Regions from separate parts of the Mus musculus genome. Here all the other regions are linked to region 1. The links are chromatin contacts, called in public HiChIP or PLAC-seq maps. All regions are on one chromosome and are shown on one strand. Each heading gives the region's core, a stretch centred on a gene start, on an enhancer-like site or on the middle of the called end of the contact. The rest is flanking DNA. Distances are from core to core; before and after follow the strand shown. Region 1 holds the start of Doc2b (double C2, beta). Region 2 overlaps Vps53 (VPS53 GARP complex subunit). Region 3 overlaps Vps53 (VPS53 GARP complex subunit).

What was found. HiChIP or PLAC-seq counts read pairs in DNA pulled down with a chosen protein or histone mark.
Region 2: an H3K4me3 HiChIP or PLAC-seq map of embryonic forebrain shows a contact between it and region 1, with 4 times the contacts expected there. The contact joins the enhancer-like site here to the promoter of Doc2b in region 1. A contact is called at or near these places in 12 of 39 promoter capture datasets (the C10 cell line, the HPC-7 cell line, cranial neural crest and 9 more), 4 of 115 datasets of contacts at active chromatin or transcription factors (embryonic basal ganglia, embryonic forebrain, forebrain and 1 more) and 1 of 9 other capture datasets (embryonic stem cells).
Region 3: a contact with region 1 is called in an H3K4me3 HiChIP or PLAC-seq map of embryonic limb bud, with 4 times the contacts expected there. The contact joins the enhancer-like site here to the promoter of Doc2b in region 1. A contact is called at or near these places in 15 of 39 promoter capture datasets (the C10 cell line, the HPC-7 cell line, HPC-7-derived erythroid cells and 11 more), 4 of 15 datasets of contacts at CTCF or cohesin (the NIH/3T3 cell line, large pre-B cells, pro-B cells and 1 more), 24 of 484 Hi-C or Micro-C datasets (B cells, the C2C12 cell line, the C3H10T1/2 cell line and 18 more), 6 of 115 datasets of contacts at active chromatin or transcription factors (T-cell acute lymphoblastic leukemia, embryonic basal ganglia, embryonic forebrain and 3 more) and 3 of 9 other capture datasets (adipose tissue, liver and pancreatic islet).

What each region holds. Positions count from the first base shown.
Region 1 is chr11:75,793,742-75,798,555 of GRCm38.p6, reverse strand. It overlaps Doc2b (double C2, beta), which reads left to right and starts at 2,496. Exons shown (of 9, transcript NM_007873.3): 1 at 2,496-3,035. The coding sequence starts at 2,663. Gm12339 (predicted gene 12339) reads right to left here and starts at 2,747. Exons shown (of 4, transcript NR_136933.1): 1 at 2,438-2,747.
Region 2 is chr11:76,118,215-76,123,028 of GRCm38.p6, reverse strand. Vps53 (VPS53 GARP complex subunit) reads left to right here. Exons shown (of 22, transcript NM_026664.4): 8 at 1,433-1,511. Among named protein-coding and RNA genes, the nearest start is that of Gm46252, 30 kb to the left of the region's middle. Within about 2 kb of position 2,143, at least 49 of the 459 cell types and tissues checked have an H3K27ac peak or open chromatin away from gene starts, as enhancers often do. A contact at or near this core is called in hippocampal neurons, where this site is marked.
Region 3 is chr11:76,097,277-76,102,090 of GRCm38.p6, reverse strand. It overlaps Vps53 (VPS53 GARP complex subunit), which reads left to right. Exons shown (of 22, transcript NM_026664.4): 12 at 3-104. Among named protein-coding and RNA genes, the nearest start is that of Gm46252, 51 kb to the left of the region's middle. Within about 2 kb of position 2,705, at least 37 of the 459 cell types and tissues checked have an H3K27ac peak or open chromatin away from gene starts, as enhancers often do. A contact at or near this core is called in embryonic limb bud, where this site is marked.

The DNA of each region.
Region 1 (4,814 bases), core at 1,247-3,746:
CCTGAATCTTGGCCCCTCAACCCCTACCCCCACTCCATCTGGCTGTCCCCATCCAAGAAGCCTCATGGGGATCCTTGAGAACAGGGCTTCACCTGGGCAGCCAGCTCCACTCTGAGTCGCTTCAGTTCTGCAGGGTGAGGAAGGAAAGGCAGGGGAAGGGAGAATGGAAACATGGGTTGGGGGAGTTGTTGTTTGAGATGGGGTCTTGATGTCTAGTCCTGATTGGTCTAGAACTCACTGTGTAGACCAGGCTACCCTCAGACATGAGGCAATCCTTGTGCCGTTGTTTCCTGAGTGCTAGAATTTGCCACCATATCCAGTCCTCTGTTAGGTCTTAATTGCAGTTCTCAGCAACCAACAATCACCCTGATTTGTTCTCTGTGCCTGGGCCTCAATTTCCTGAGCTGTGAAATGGGAACAAGAATCTCTGGCTCTACGATGGGCAGTAAAAGAATGCAAGAAAGATGGCAGAGGAGGACATGGTTTCCAAAGATAGGCATGATCACTCAAGCACGAAAGCCAGGCCCATGGGAGCAGGCTGTAATCCAGTCTGCAAGAGGTCTAAGCAGAGGGGTTAGAGGTTGAAGGTCAGCCTGAGTTAGGGTGAGTCCAAGGCCAGCATGAGCAAATTGGTGAGACCTTGTCTCAAAATAAGAAATCTAAAGAGGACTAGATACAGATTCAAGATCAACCTCAGAATGAGTTCAAGGCCCTCTGGACAACTCAGCGCAACCCTTTCTCAGAATAAAAACTACAGAGGGCTGGGGTGTCCAGCTTAGTGGTTAGAGTGTGCCTAATGTGTATGAGAGAGCCCAGGTTCAACTCACAGTCCCACAAAGAAAACAGGAAAACCAAAAAGAAGGGAAAGAAACCACACAATTCTCCATTCTTCTCAGTGAGTCTAGTCTCTAACAGGAAGGAGGAATCATGAGGAAGTCATGTCATCTTGTCATACTCAAGGCTCATGGAGGGCCTCCCCACACTGCTGGGAAATCAGAATTAGTCCCATTTGACAGATGAGAAAACTGAGACACAGGGGCTCCAATGACCCCACCTGAATGATGCAACTGAGAGCAACAGGGAAGGCCCTCTCCTCTCCTAGCTCCAGCCCTCACCTTGCATCAGTCATCATCCCAGGAGATCCCTGTCCTGGCCTGCTTCCCTCTGTTCATCCTGACCATGCCCCAGTCCAAGTCCTCACCCAGCCTGTTCTGGGTTGACACTCTCATATTAGACTCAGTAGGGCAGTGGGTCTCAACCTTCCTAATGCTGCGACCCTTCAATACAGTTCCTTGTGTTGTGGCAACTCCCAACCGTAAAATTATTTTCATTGCCACTTCATAAGCGTAAGTTTCCTACTGTTATAAATTGCCATGTAAATCTCTGTGTTTTCCCATGGTCGAAATCGACAGTCCGCCAAGGGGTCACAGCCCATGGGTTGAGAACCTTGACAAAAGAGGGACACAGCCAAAAATGATAAGCCTCTCCCACGCGTCAGTGAAAACCAGAGTAAACAGGGTTCCATCCTCGCCGGCCCAGGGCTTACTGGAGATGCATCTGCACACGCAGCAGCCTGCTCCCAGCACAGCTGTTCCCTGAACTGCGGCAGGGATTTGCCTGGCATGGGAGGCACAAGTGTGGGCCAGGCAGCACCTTGCCTTTACACCTGAACTCAGTCATCACCCCAGGAGATCCCTGGCCTGGCCTGCTTCCCTCTGTCCATCCTGACCATGCCCCGGTCCAAGTTCTCACCCAGCCTGTTCTTCTGGGTCTTTTAAGCCACTCAGGGACTGAGTGAGGAGTCTGGCCCAGGTCATAGACGCTCCTGTTTACATGTGACCTGAGAGGAAGTAAGCAGACTGTCCCAGCAGTGTCCTGGGACAGCCCAGGGTACACTTGTCCTGCTAGGAAGTAAACAGCCTGTTCCCTGGCAGGGTAATCCTGTGGCCTACCTACCTGCCTCTACAAAGGAGGGGATTTTTTGAGGAGTTCCTATCCACATCCCCAAATGGCTTCTATGGCTATTATGGGTTCTGTGAGTTGAGCCCAGCACGGAAGACTGCCCTGGGCATCCTTGCGAACATGTGTCTCTTGTATGTATTTTGCATGCTGGGGAGGTGCACCATGCCTTAGCATCCACCAGTGCATGTGTCTGTAGCCTGGAGCCCGGAATGGGTGATCTTTTCCACTGAGTGTCTCTACACACATTTGTGTGTCTGTGTGTGTCTGCACGAGAGTGGAATGCAGCCCCTCATGGGCTGGCACCCAGTCTGCGAGCCTAAGTGAGGCAAAGGCTCCGAGTGGCCCTGCGCGTCTCCCGCGTGTGTGAGCGCGCCGTGTGAGCGCGAGGAAGTGGTTGCTCTCCTGGCTCGCTCGCTCCCTCGCTCTCTCCGTGCCCGCCAGCCCGCCCGCCCGCGCGCGCAGCCCGCACACTCACCGCTTGGTTGCTGCCGGGTGACGCGGGCTGGGCCCGCCCCCTGCTGCCGGCCCCGCACTCACTCGCACCGGCCGCCGCCGAGCAGGCAGCAGCCGCGTCAGGGCCGTCCGGGGGCCACGCTGGCGATGACCGCAGCCCCCGCAGCGCCCCGCGGGACCCGCTGACTTGCCCCCGGGCCGGGGTCACACCGGGCCGGGCCGGGCCGCGCGCCGCGGCGCTGCCTGCATGACCCTCCGGCGGCGCGGGGAGAAGGCGACCATCAGCATCCAGGAGCATATGGCCATCGACGTGTGTCCCGGCCCCATTCGGCCTATCAAGCAGATCTCCGATTATTTTCCCCGCTTCCCGCGGGGCCTCCCCCCTACCGCCGCGCCCCGCGCCCCCGCGCCCCCGGACGCCCCCGCGCGCTCTCCCGCAGCCAGCGCCAGCCCCCGCAGCCCCTCCGACGGCGCCCGCGACGACGACGAAGATGTGGACCAGCTCTTCGGAGCCTACGGAGCCAGCCCAGGCCCCAGCCCCGGCCCCAGCCCCGCGAGGCCGCCCGCCAAGCCCCCCGAGGACGAGCCGGACGTCGACGGCTACGAGTCAGACGACTGCAGTAAGTTTCCCAGTCGCCGGCCGCTCGCCCCCTCCCCGCACCCGGGTCCCCGCAGGGCAAGCGCCGCCGCCGCCCGGAACAACCGCACGGGAGAGCTGGGAAGTTTGGGGGCGTCCTCTGGGGCGCCCCGTTTCCAGGCCTCCGCTCCCCGAGGCGCGCCCCGCACCCCTTCTCGGCCCGCGCGCCAGGAGCTCCTGCGCGGGCGGCGGCTTTTGTTCCCGGGAAGGGCGGAGCTGCGCCCCGGAGAGACACCAGTTGCTGCGGGCCGCGCGGTTGCGCCAGGCCCCAGAGCCCTGTGCGGGCTGTCCCGGGGTGTCCACCCGGAGAGCTGGGGACCCTGCGGTAGCTGGGGCGGGCCCGGCGGCCCGCACCGCGCCACGGCTCTGCTGGTGCGCGGGCCGAGAACCAGGACCGCGGGGCCGCTTGTCCTTTGGAAAAACCTTGGCGGTTCCTCCTCCCGCATCTGCGGACCCCGCCGGCCCTGGCCGTGGACCTTCGCCCACCTGTTACGCCGGCTTCCCCGGTCAGGAGGGTCCCCAGCCGCGCCCCCTCCTCTCGGACTCAGCCCCAGGGAGACAACAGACACCAGGGTCTCCCGAGCCAGGCCAGGACCTCTCCTGGTGGCTTGTGTGGTCCCTGAGGATGCCTAACCCTGCCCACCAGGGACCATCCAGGAAGCCAAGGAGGGAAGAAGTCACATCACCTGTCCCGTGAATTTGCTGAGGGCTGTGGCTGCGGCTGGGGTGACTACATGGAAGGGCCCCAGCCCAGCTGTCACCCTGTTTCACTTAGAAAAAAAAAAAAAAACAAAGCCAGCCTCAGAACCTAGTCATAGATGCCATGGGCCCATGGGATTGGGGGGACCCATCCCAGCTTGCCCAAGGCAAAAGCAGCCCCTCCTCCGTGCAACATTGGTAGTTATGCCTTGTCTGGGCGTTCCCCAGGGCCTCTGGGCTAGGGGCTGACTGTTCCCCAGCATACCATGTGCCTCTGGACGCTAAGGATGGGAGTTCACAGTGTCACCCTGGGAACAGACTCCACTGTTCACTTTAGAGAGCCCATCAACAGAGGTGGATCAAGCCTGAGCTGGAACACTGCCTTTTGTGTGCGTTCTAGACCTGGACCCCCTAACTCAGGGCATATGGAGAACCTACCCACAAGCATAAAGGCTGGGGAGCAGGCCTTGCCCTCTGCTGTCCTGCAGGTTGAGGGAAACTAGGTGGGCTGAATTTATTAAAATCTTCAGAGCTGCGCCCTGGATTTACTTTCTGCCCAATTCCTGGCACTCTGTGCAAGGATCCAGGCTGGCTGCCCTCTAGGGAGGCTCTAAGTAAGACCACAGTTAGCCCCCTTGGGGGATCCAGAGTCATCCTGGGAAGAGAGGATAGAAGTGATTCCCATTTCCAGCATTCTCTCTGCAGGTGAGGGAGTGAGCAGGTGGACAAAGATTGTGCCTGAGCCACAGGCCACTCTCCAGGTGCCATAGCAGCTCAAGGGATGACATAAGACCAAGAGGGAGGAAACCCACCAGAAAGAATAAAGCAAGCCAGAAGCCCCACCTCCTGTCTGTCAACTCCGGTGTTTTCAGGACACTCTTTGAACAGCTGGGAGTGGGGCAAACAGAACCATGCTGTGTCCCTGGGCTCAGGCCACAGGTGTCCTCCCTGGAGACAGGTTCACATGAGTTGGATCCTAGATACAGCTTTCTCAACTGAAACTGGGGGCTGGCCACACCCAGACGACTATGCTACACTAACAAGTGTGGAGAAGAGGCCTGGA
Region 2 (4,814 bases), core at 894-3,393, 320 kb before region 1:
TGGGGTAGATTCCAGCACAGCCATATCTTGAACACAAACTGAAAAGAATATAAACTCTTCTATAGGAATGGTTTGGAACATTTGAAGATAGTGGAAAAACCCTGGAAAGTATTTGGAATCAGGCATGATTATAACTGTGCCACAGGAAGAAACTGAGTGTTCTGGGTCATGCCTATCCTCTCGTTAAAAATAAAATCTCAGCCCCTTGCCAGGTTCTCCTAAGTAGCCAAAGAAATTGTGGTTTCAAGTTCACTATTGCTAGAAACTTTGTAAATCAATCCAGAAGTTTCAGGGTGGAGTCCAAGAAAGGAGGCATGCTGTTTCATGGTGCTTTTAGCAAAGCAAGTCTTTACCTCAGGCTCAGGGAAGTTCAACAGCTGCTCAAGAGCCTCACTCTTTAGCTCTGTTTCTGGCTGGGACAAGCCAGGTATCATGAGGCGAGGCAGCTGTCAGGACAAGGAGGACATGACATGATCACAGTGCTTGCTGATGCGCACGTCCTGTTTCACTCCAGCACTGTCTCCTTCCCCTTCATCCACCATTCATGCTGCATCGTTCCTGATCACCCTGCAATCCTGCAGACACCATCAAGAACCAGCCCACCCCATCCTTCTGCTTAGTTTTCCTTACAGTTCAGTTTTATTCTCTTGAAGTTAAATCTTCATCCAGTGCCTATTGCTTGTTTTGCCTGTCTTGTTTTGTTTTGCTTTGTGAGACATGCTCTTATGCATCTCACTCTGGCTTTGAACTTGTGATCCTCTGCTTCTACCTTTTCAGTGCTGGGATTATGCCCTTCGAAGTTAATAATGCCCTTCACTTACAAAGAACCGTTCACTGGTCATCTCGCTCTTTTTTCTTTTACCTTAGAGAACACTCTTTTTGTTGTTTTAAAGTATTTTAAAAATTAACATATTATATTAAAATATTATGAAAAGCAAATATAAACCACACTGAAACAGTCTGAAGCACTCTTCTAAGCCTGTGTCCCACAGAACAGGAAACAGTTGTTCCAGTGACACAATAGGTTTGTGTTTGGTCAGGCTGCTGTTATATTTCCATGAAATGTTATACACGTTCAATCTAGATACCTCACAGTAGGGAAGAGTGACCTAGAACTGTGTCCTGAAGGGCTGGCAGTATGCTCAGTGACAGAGCACTTGCCTCCCATGCCCAAGGCATAGGTTCAATCCCTAGCACTAAAACTAAAAATAAAAAATAAAAAAGTAAAATAACACATCCTGAAATGCTGATCATAACCCTGCTTCTGTGTGATATCTCTTTCCCAGCTGTCTATACCTTTTCATTCCCAGGTAATTACCTGCACAGACATAGAGACCGCCATAGTTCCTGACCCTGTGGGTCCATGCACACTTGTATATGAGGATTTGAAAATGGCGCCAGTCATTAATACAGTCCCTTCTCCCTCCCACAGGGTGAAGGCTGCACAGACAGAGTTAGGACAGCAAATCCTGGCTGACTTTGAAGAAGCATTTCCTTCGCAGGGTACCAAGGTATTGGTTTGTATTTTGCCTCTGATATTATCACTGTGTTCACACTCCCTGCAGGGAGAATGAGGTACCCGAGTGATAACTCATGTTGTATCACCCACAAGTGTTGGCTGGCACAGGCCAAGGGTCTGCCGACTCAGATGAGCCTGTTTTATGTGTCTTGATACAATGCCGATTGTTTGTCTGTCCTTCTAGCATCAGAAAGAGGACTCAGGCCAGGAATGTTGGTTGGTAGAATACTTACCTAAGCATGCCTGAGGCCTGGGTTTGATCATTAACCCCAAATAAGTTGGGTGTGGTGATTCACGTCTGTAATCCAAGCCCTAGGAAGGTGGAGGCAAGAGAATCAGAGTTGGAATTCATCCTTTCCTACATAGTGAGTTTGAGGCAACCTGGGCTACATGAGACCCTCTCTCTGGGAAAAATAAATGGGCATTCATTTGGTTTAATTTAATGTGTGTCAAGTCTTGTAGCTTGTCTGCCCAATAAACTCACTCCCCCCACCCACATAGCTGTGTGTTTTTTTTTCTTTTTAAAAAAAAAAAAAAAAGAACCAAACAAACAAACTTTAAACCCTAATGTTCTTAGGATTGTTACATAACACTGGTTTTGGTTTGGTGAAAAGACAACTGGGAGGCATGTCTGGGAGCTTATGTAACTCTCATGACAGAGTCCAGAGACTCACTTTTAATGATGGGAATCCTTGTCCCTGGGATTTTCGAGCTCGCTGGTGGTGGAGTTGTCTCTGTTGTGTCTGTGAAGCCTACAGGCTTCGCCTGGGAGCTGCTGGGTCCATGTCTCACTCGGGCTCCCCTCCCCTGGCTGTCACTGTGCTGCTATTAGCCCCATCCTTCACACTGCAGCAGATGTCATCTTAATGCTTTGCATGTGTCGGGTAGGACAGAACCCGCAGAGGCTTGTTTTCTCTATTATTTGAGCTATTTCAAGAGAAAGCATTGTTGAAGGCAGAAGTGAAGCAGAGCACCCGGCCAGCAGCATTCCTCGGCTAGCCACATTCCTCTCCGGGCTTTGTGGGTGGAGATGGGGATGGATATACATTCGCTTGGGAGCCAAGGAGCATTTCCTGAATCTGCTCTGTAATTCAATAACTGGAAATATCTTAATCGCTTTCCCTCTGTGCTACATTTGAGGAAATAGGTGGGGATGGCAGCCCTGGCTTTGAGATTGCTTTCTATAGACCAGCTCCTGACCTTACCGCCTTCGTGCTTTGCAGCTGACTGCCAGGAATATGATGATTTGTGAGGCCTTTACTTGGAGACCCTCATCTCGCTGGTCACCTGATGTGACTCAGGAAAGGAAGAGACTGGAAAGCCATGTTCTCGTTGGCCCTATAGGAAAAGGGAATTCTGAGAAGCAGAAAGAGGGTGCCTGGCTAGTAGCTACTTTTTCAAGTTAGTGGCTAGGTTTGAACAGTTGTCTTCCTAGGCGACTGCCTTTCTGTGTTCTCTGCTCCATCCCATTGCACGATGCTTCAGAAGGATACGAGTGAAGATTGTCTTACTGTTTGCCCATCATCTAGCTATGGCCCTTCTACTCTCTCTCCTAGGTCCCAGTTGAGTATGATGTTAAAAGGATTTGTTGGCTTTATTACCTTTCCTGGCTGTTTCCTGATGGGGAATTGTTAAAAGTTTTCTTTTTCCATTTTAAAAGGCTATTGATTTTTTTCTACAAGTCCTTGCAATACTAATTTACAAGGTTTGCAAAGTCGAACCAAGAATTTTTTTAAAGTATTGATTGGTGGGTATGCCTACCACCCCAGCATCCTGGAGATTGAAGCAGAAGGATCATGAGTTAGCTTGGACTACACAGTGAGTTCTAGGCCAGTGTGGACTGCACAGGAGATATACCCTATGAGTGGATCTCTGAGTTCGAGACCAGCCAGGACTACACAGAGAAATCTTGTCTCAAAAAAAAAATTTTTTTTTTTTAAGAAAATAAAGTGTCCAAGTGTGGTAGTTTGAATAAGAGTGGCTCCCATAGGCTCATGTGCTTGAATACTGTTCCCCAGTTGGTAGAAATGTTTTGAAGGATTAAGAGGTATGCCAGTTTTGTGGTTTTAGGAGGGTTTTGTGGTTTCAAAAGCTAGCACTGCTGGACGTGGTGGTGCACGTCTTTAATCCCAGCACTCGGGAGGCAGAGGCAGGCGGATTTCTGAGTTCTAGGCCAGCCTGGTCTACAGAGTGAGTTCCAGGACAGCCAGGGCTATACAGAGAAACCCTGTCTCGAAAAAATCAAAACAAAACAAAACAAACAAAAAAAAAGCTAGCACCATTCCTGGATCTCTCTGTCTCTCTGTCTCTGTCTCTCTCTGTCTCTCTGTCTCTCTGTCTCTCTCTGTCTCTCTCTCTCTCTGCCTCCTACTCTTGGATAAAGATGTAAAGTCTCAACCACTGCCCCAGTGCCTGGCCTGCCCAGCTGCTGCTGGACCCATGGGCCCCAACAAACTCTTTGTTCTAGGCATTGCCTTGGTTAGAGTGTCTCTTCACAATAGACATGTAACTAAGACAACCAAGGTACTCTAGTAAATGCTCTGTAAAGAAGAGAGTTCGAGCCCCTGCGCCTCGAGGTGTTGGTCTCCAGGACTTGTTAGTGAGCTGACACATTTTCATCCTGAAGCCAGAGTTAAACATTCAGTATATCCAGAGATCAGCAGAGCAGCCATTTAGAATGGAGCAGGTAATTGTAACAGTTTGGGCTCAGGCCCCTTGAGTGACACCTGCACGTTAGTCGAGACTTACAGAATGGACAGAAACAATGAGGAGAGCTTCAGAAGAACTTACGCTCATCCTGACTCAAGTCCATTGCTTTTTGGGTAGAGTTGAGTAATGTCTCCCAAGCCATCAGGCTAGCTTGCTAAACCAAGAGGTTCTAAACCTCTCTGTACTGTAGGGACCATGGTCAGCAGTATGTCCAGGATGTACTGGCTGGTCCGTAAGATCTAGTTGCATTGGTAGTAAACAAGGCCTTCTTAGCTGCTGTATCCTGACAGCCTCTCCCACATCAACTCTTCCGGTCATGGAGCCATTACCATAATTACTTCACCTTTGGCTGGCTGTGTGATTGGCCATCAGTGAAACAAATCAGTTTAGAACCTGGACGTGCTTTTTAAAACCATCACTCTTTTTGACACAAATATACCTCATTAAGAACAGGAATGACAGTTGGGCATGGTAGTGCATGCCTGTGATTCCAGGACTTAGGAAGTTGAAGGAAGAGGACCCTGAGTTTGAAGCCAGTCTGGGCTACATAGCAATGTCTTGTCTCAAGGCAGACAGGAAGGCAACA
Region 3 (4,814 bases), core at 1,456-3,955, 300 kb before region 1:
AGAAAAAGCTGGAGTCCCCACCACCATCTACCAATCCTTTCCTGGAAGATGAGACAACACCAGAGATGGAGGAGCTGGCTCTGGAGAAAGGAGAGTTAGAGCAAGTAAGTCTGCTGGTATTGTAGTGTGTAACTCATGCTCTTCCTGAAAGTGGGTTGCTCACTTCAGGTATGATCTGGCCAGGATCACACTCAGAGATCATGACTTACAGAAGGCCTCGTATAAGGACGCAATCAGATGACGAAGAACCATGTTCCTGCCCTGATGTGTTGCAGAAGAGCCTCCACTCAGCATGTAGCACCACATGCTTGCCGCAGCCTGTGCACAGGGCTGCCCAGTTATAGTTCTGTCTTGTTCAGCATCTTCTGGGGCTGTCAGGCAGCTCCCTTCCTCTCCTCCAGTACTGTGATAATGCAAGATACTCTGAGGTTAGCTATGCCATCCCCGGGCTGGAAGAGCCCTCTGCACAGAGCTAGCCAATTGGAAGCCAATGGGGAGGCCTTGGAAACATCAGGGTGACCAGCAGAGCCTTTGGAGTTTCTTTTCAGAGCACACCAGCACTTTTAATTTCCTTCAGCACTTTCTGTCCAGCTCAAAATTTCCTGTTCCTTCTTCCTACAGAATGGTGTTTTTGTTTCATTGCTATTTTATGACAGGAGATGCTAGAGCAGTAAGTCAGCTGTTTCCTTTCTGGATTAGAGCTCCTTCTCTTTCATGCTCTACACTTGGCTGCTAGAGGGTTATTGGGTGGCATTGTTTCTCTCCAGACACCAGCCAAAGGGAGGTGGCTGGGAGGCCAGCTTGAGGAAATACAGCCACACAGTGTGCAGCTAGCTCTGCATTCCAAGTGGCAAGGTTGGGTGAATTCTGACAGGAGTCAGACAGCAGAATTCCTAGAAGCCATTAAATGTGTCTGTTCCATTGATTAAGTAATTGTAATAACACAGGTACCTCACATTTAAGGCACTTTATAATTTCAAAATCTTTACACGCTTTCTTTCATTTCACTTTCACTATGTGTCCCTCTCGTTTACAGGTGATGAAAGTACAGCTCAGAGAGGCTCACCAGCTCGATCACACAGGGCTATAAGTTTGGAAGTGGAGGGGTGGGACTAGCAGCCAGGTCTAGCAGATGGAAACTTGAATTCCTTTCCTAGCACCTCCCCCCCATACACACTTCATGTCTTATTAAAAAGTGAAGACCATAGAAGTGAAGTTTATGGGCAAAAGTAATCAGGAAGAACTGAGAGTTGCTGTGAGTCTATCCCAGAAAAGTGGGGCTAGCTGTAGCTTGTTTAAAGCTGTAGTATTATTAGGTAGCACAGACAAGGGGATATTGCTTCTGACCCCAGTGCAGTTCTCAGAGTGGGAGCAAGGACTCAGATTGGAGGGGCTTCAATTTTTTTGGTAAATTCCACTGGGCCACCTGCTTAGTAGAAACATGCCTTGTGCAGTCATGCTTTGTATGGGGCCTTCCTGCCTCCCCAAGCTATAAGCTGCCTTTGCCTTGATTGATTAGGGCCATGCAGTTTGAGCACTCAGTGCTCTGTGTTAGCTGGTTACCTCTGGGTGCCATTACACTGAGTCAGCAGAGTCCCTTCATTACCTTTGCACCCTTTTGCTGGATAAAATATGACTTTGGTTTTGTCTTGAAATTTTTTCCTCTTCATGAAAGCTTGAAGTGACTGTTGTAAGACCAAGACCTGCAGGTTCCAAGGACAGTGATGACTGATCCTGGACGAGCAGGCAGGGGAAAGCAGGACTCTGCAGTGATGAGAATTCGGGGCCTGTGTCTGCTGCTCAGGGCTGCTCACAGGTGCTGGCCTTAGGTAGGTTTTAGGCTCTCTCAGCCTCCATGCTGTCATATTGTGACCTTCATGCTGTGTTCTTTGATGGTCCTTGGGGAGTTGGGAGAGAAAGAAACCAAGGTCCCTGCAGCTATAGCAGCTCCATTCTCAGTTACTTTGTGTGTGGACCTCCAGGCCAAGCTTGTTTTACACCTAAAGTTTTACATGTGTTTAAATAAAACAAAACAAAACAAAACAAAACAAAACTAATAACAAATTCTGATCTAGGTGATGTCCCTGTCATTTAAGGCTGTTCTTTATTAGTAGTAACACTCACACAGTGACTAATGCCCCCCATATGTTACTCACACCTCTGGCTTGCTAGATGGACTCTCAGATGCCTTCCCAGCAGCCAGTTGGCTTCTGGAGTTTTATGTACTGGAAGAACAGGAGCTCTTGGGGTGCAGGGAAGAGACTCCACAGCATTAGCAGGGATCCCCTTCTGTTGTCCTTCGTTACTTGAGCCGTCTCCTTGCTCCAGCCAGTAGGCAGTTGGCTCCCAGGGTCAAGGTCACTTCTTGCTCCCTGTTGCAGTTTGTGTCTAGCTGCTGAGAAAGGAGTGTGAACTTGAAAAAGTAGTGTCTACTTCATGAGAAGACCTGAGTGCCTAGTTGCCAAGATATTCCCAGTAATATAAAAAGAACATTTGAAAAGGGACTGAGGGCACAGGAGGAGAGAGAAGAAATCAGGAATTTCTGGTTTGCAAATGTACCCTTCTGGTGATCCAAGCAGTTAGATTTAATCTGTTTACATTGGATAGTAATAAAAGGAAATGGGGCCAGCTGCAGACCTCCTTACTGTGACAACAGTAACCTTTTATTATTCCATCAAACTCCGGGAGGAAATAGCTTAAACATCTGCAGCTCTTGGACAGAATTCACACACTCAGCAGTCCAGCCTGAGTGCTACTGCTAAATGACTTAGTGTATTCTTTAAGCTGAGGATCAGCTCTTCGGGGAGCTGCCTGGTGCAAAGGGAGACACCAGTGTGAGCTGAAATTCCAGCACCTACTCACTAAACATGAGCACATTCATAGAGCAGCCATGGGCCAGGGCAGCCCTGTGGAAAAGTGGTAAGAGAAAGAAACCTGGGCAGTGCCTCTTGTTATCCCTGCCATGCTTCAACTCATAAAATACATCAACAGGAACTAGGCACTGTGGTGACAGGACTAATGACAGACAAGGCAGAGATAGATCAGTCACCCAAGGTAGACTTGGGGCACCTGCCTGTCTGCTGATGCAGCTTCTGTATATTCTGTGGAGCCTCACCATGGAAAGACCCATGAACATCAGTCTAGATGACCTTGTTAGAGCATCACAAAGCCATGTTCTCCCAAGTACAGATCTGTATTTTATACTCACCAAGGAGCCTTTAGACTTGTCAGACATGTGTTTAAAACCATATGTTGTTTTGTACACAGTTAGGAAACTATAAGCAAAACCACAGATTAAGATATTCCTAAAATGTCTTCATATACAAGATCCAGTCTTTGGAACCACTTGTTAATTAAACTATATTTTGCCAGGCAAAGCAGCATAAACTTGCGCCCCTTCTTGGAAGGCTGAGGCAGGAAAAAGTGCTTCTGTACAAGCCTGACTAATTGAGCTCAACCCCCAGGACCCATGTGAAGATGCATTGTTGGGGTCAGCTGGAGAAGCCTGTATTAGCCAGCTGTTAACTACACTGTGTGCTCAGGATCTCTCTCTCTCTCTCTCTCTCTCTCTCTCTCTCTCTCTCTCTCTCACACACACACACACACACACACACACACACACACACACACACACACACATGGGTGAACACACATATGCACACACATACTCCTCACAGCCTTCATGATGGGTCATCTGTGTTAACCTAGAAGAAACAGAGACCAGCTCCTGGCGCCCGTGCTCTGAGGTGAGCAGCTGTGGGCTGGGTAAAGCCCTGTGCTTTCCCAGAGACTCTCTCCAAGTCCTCTCCAGGGCCCAGCATTGGTGGGAGTTTCCACATGGTAAGATACACAAGATCTGGTGGATATTTATCCTTAAGAAGGACCGGAGTTTTGAGCAGGTGTAATGGGATATCCCTGGTATTTCAGTACTTAGGAGGTAGAAGCAGAAGGATTTTCTAGGATATAGAATGAAGCTCTTTGTCTTAAAAAACAAAAACAGAACCAGAATTTTTAAGAAATCTGGCCTAAAATTTAAAAACATGAAAGTTACTAGATGTGAAAGAGAAAATTACTGGGTGTATATAAAGTTGTAAAGGTCCCCTTCTCACCTTCCCCCTTTTCTGTACCCTTGGCTAGCCCAGAACTCAGAGCTTTTCCTTCATCTGCCTACCAAATGCTGGGATTAAAAGCATGAGCCATCACACCCAGCAATATTTAATTTTTATTGAAAATTAATTTTTAAATGTTTTTTTTTTGAGATAGGATCTCTCTGTGTAGCCCTGGCTGTTTTAGAGCTTGCTCTGTAGACCAGGCTGGCCTTGAACTCACAGAGATCTACCTGGTATTAAAGACATGAGCCATTATGCCCAGCTAAAAGATGTTTTTGACTGATTAAAGTGACTTGTAAATAACCAGATGCTAAGAAAGTAGATAGATTTCTGTCTGTTACTGGGGGGCAGCTTTTCCAATTTTTAGCAGTTATTTTTATTTTAAAAATTTGTATTACATTTTGTTTGTTTAGAGTGGAGGGAAGGGACCACATATCTTGATATTTGTATGGAAGTCAGAGGGCAGCTTGTGGAGTTGTTCTCTTCTTCCACTCTGTGGGTCCTGATATCCAATTCAAGTTGGCAATCTTGTGGTAAGTGCTGAACCTGCTCACTGGCCCAGTACTTTGTTTTTTGAGACAGGGTCTCACCATATTGCCAAGGTTGTTCTCAGGCTATCTCTCTGCCTCTGTCTCCCATATAGCTCAAATACAGATATGTGCCACCACTCCTAGCTTTTTTTTTTTAAGTTTTAATTTAATTTTT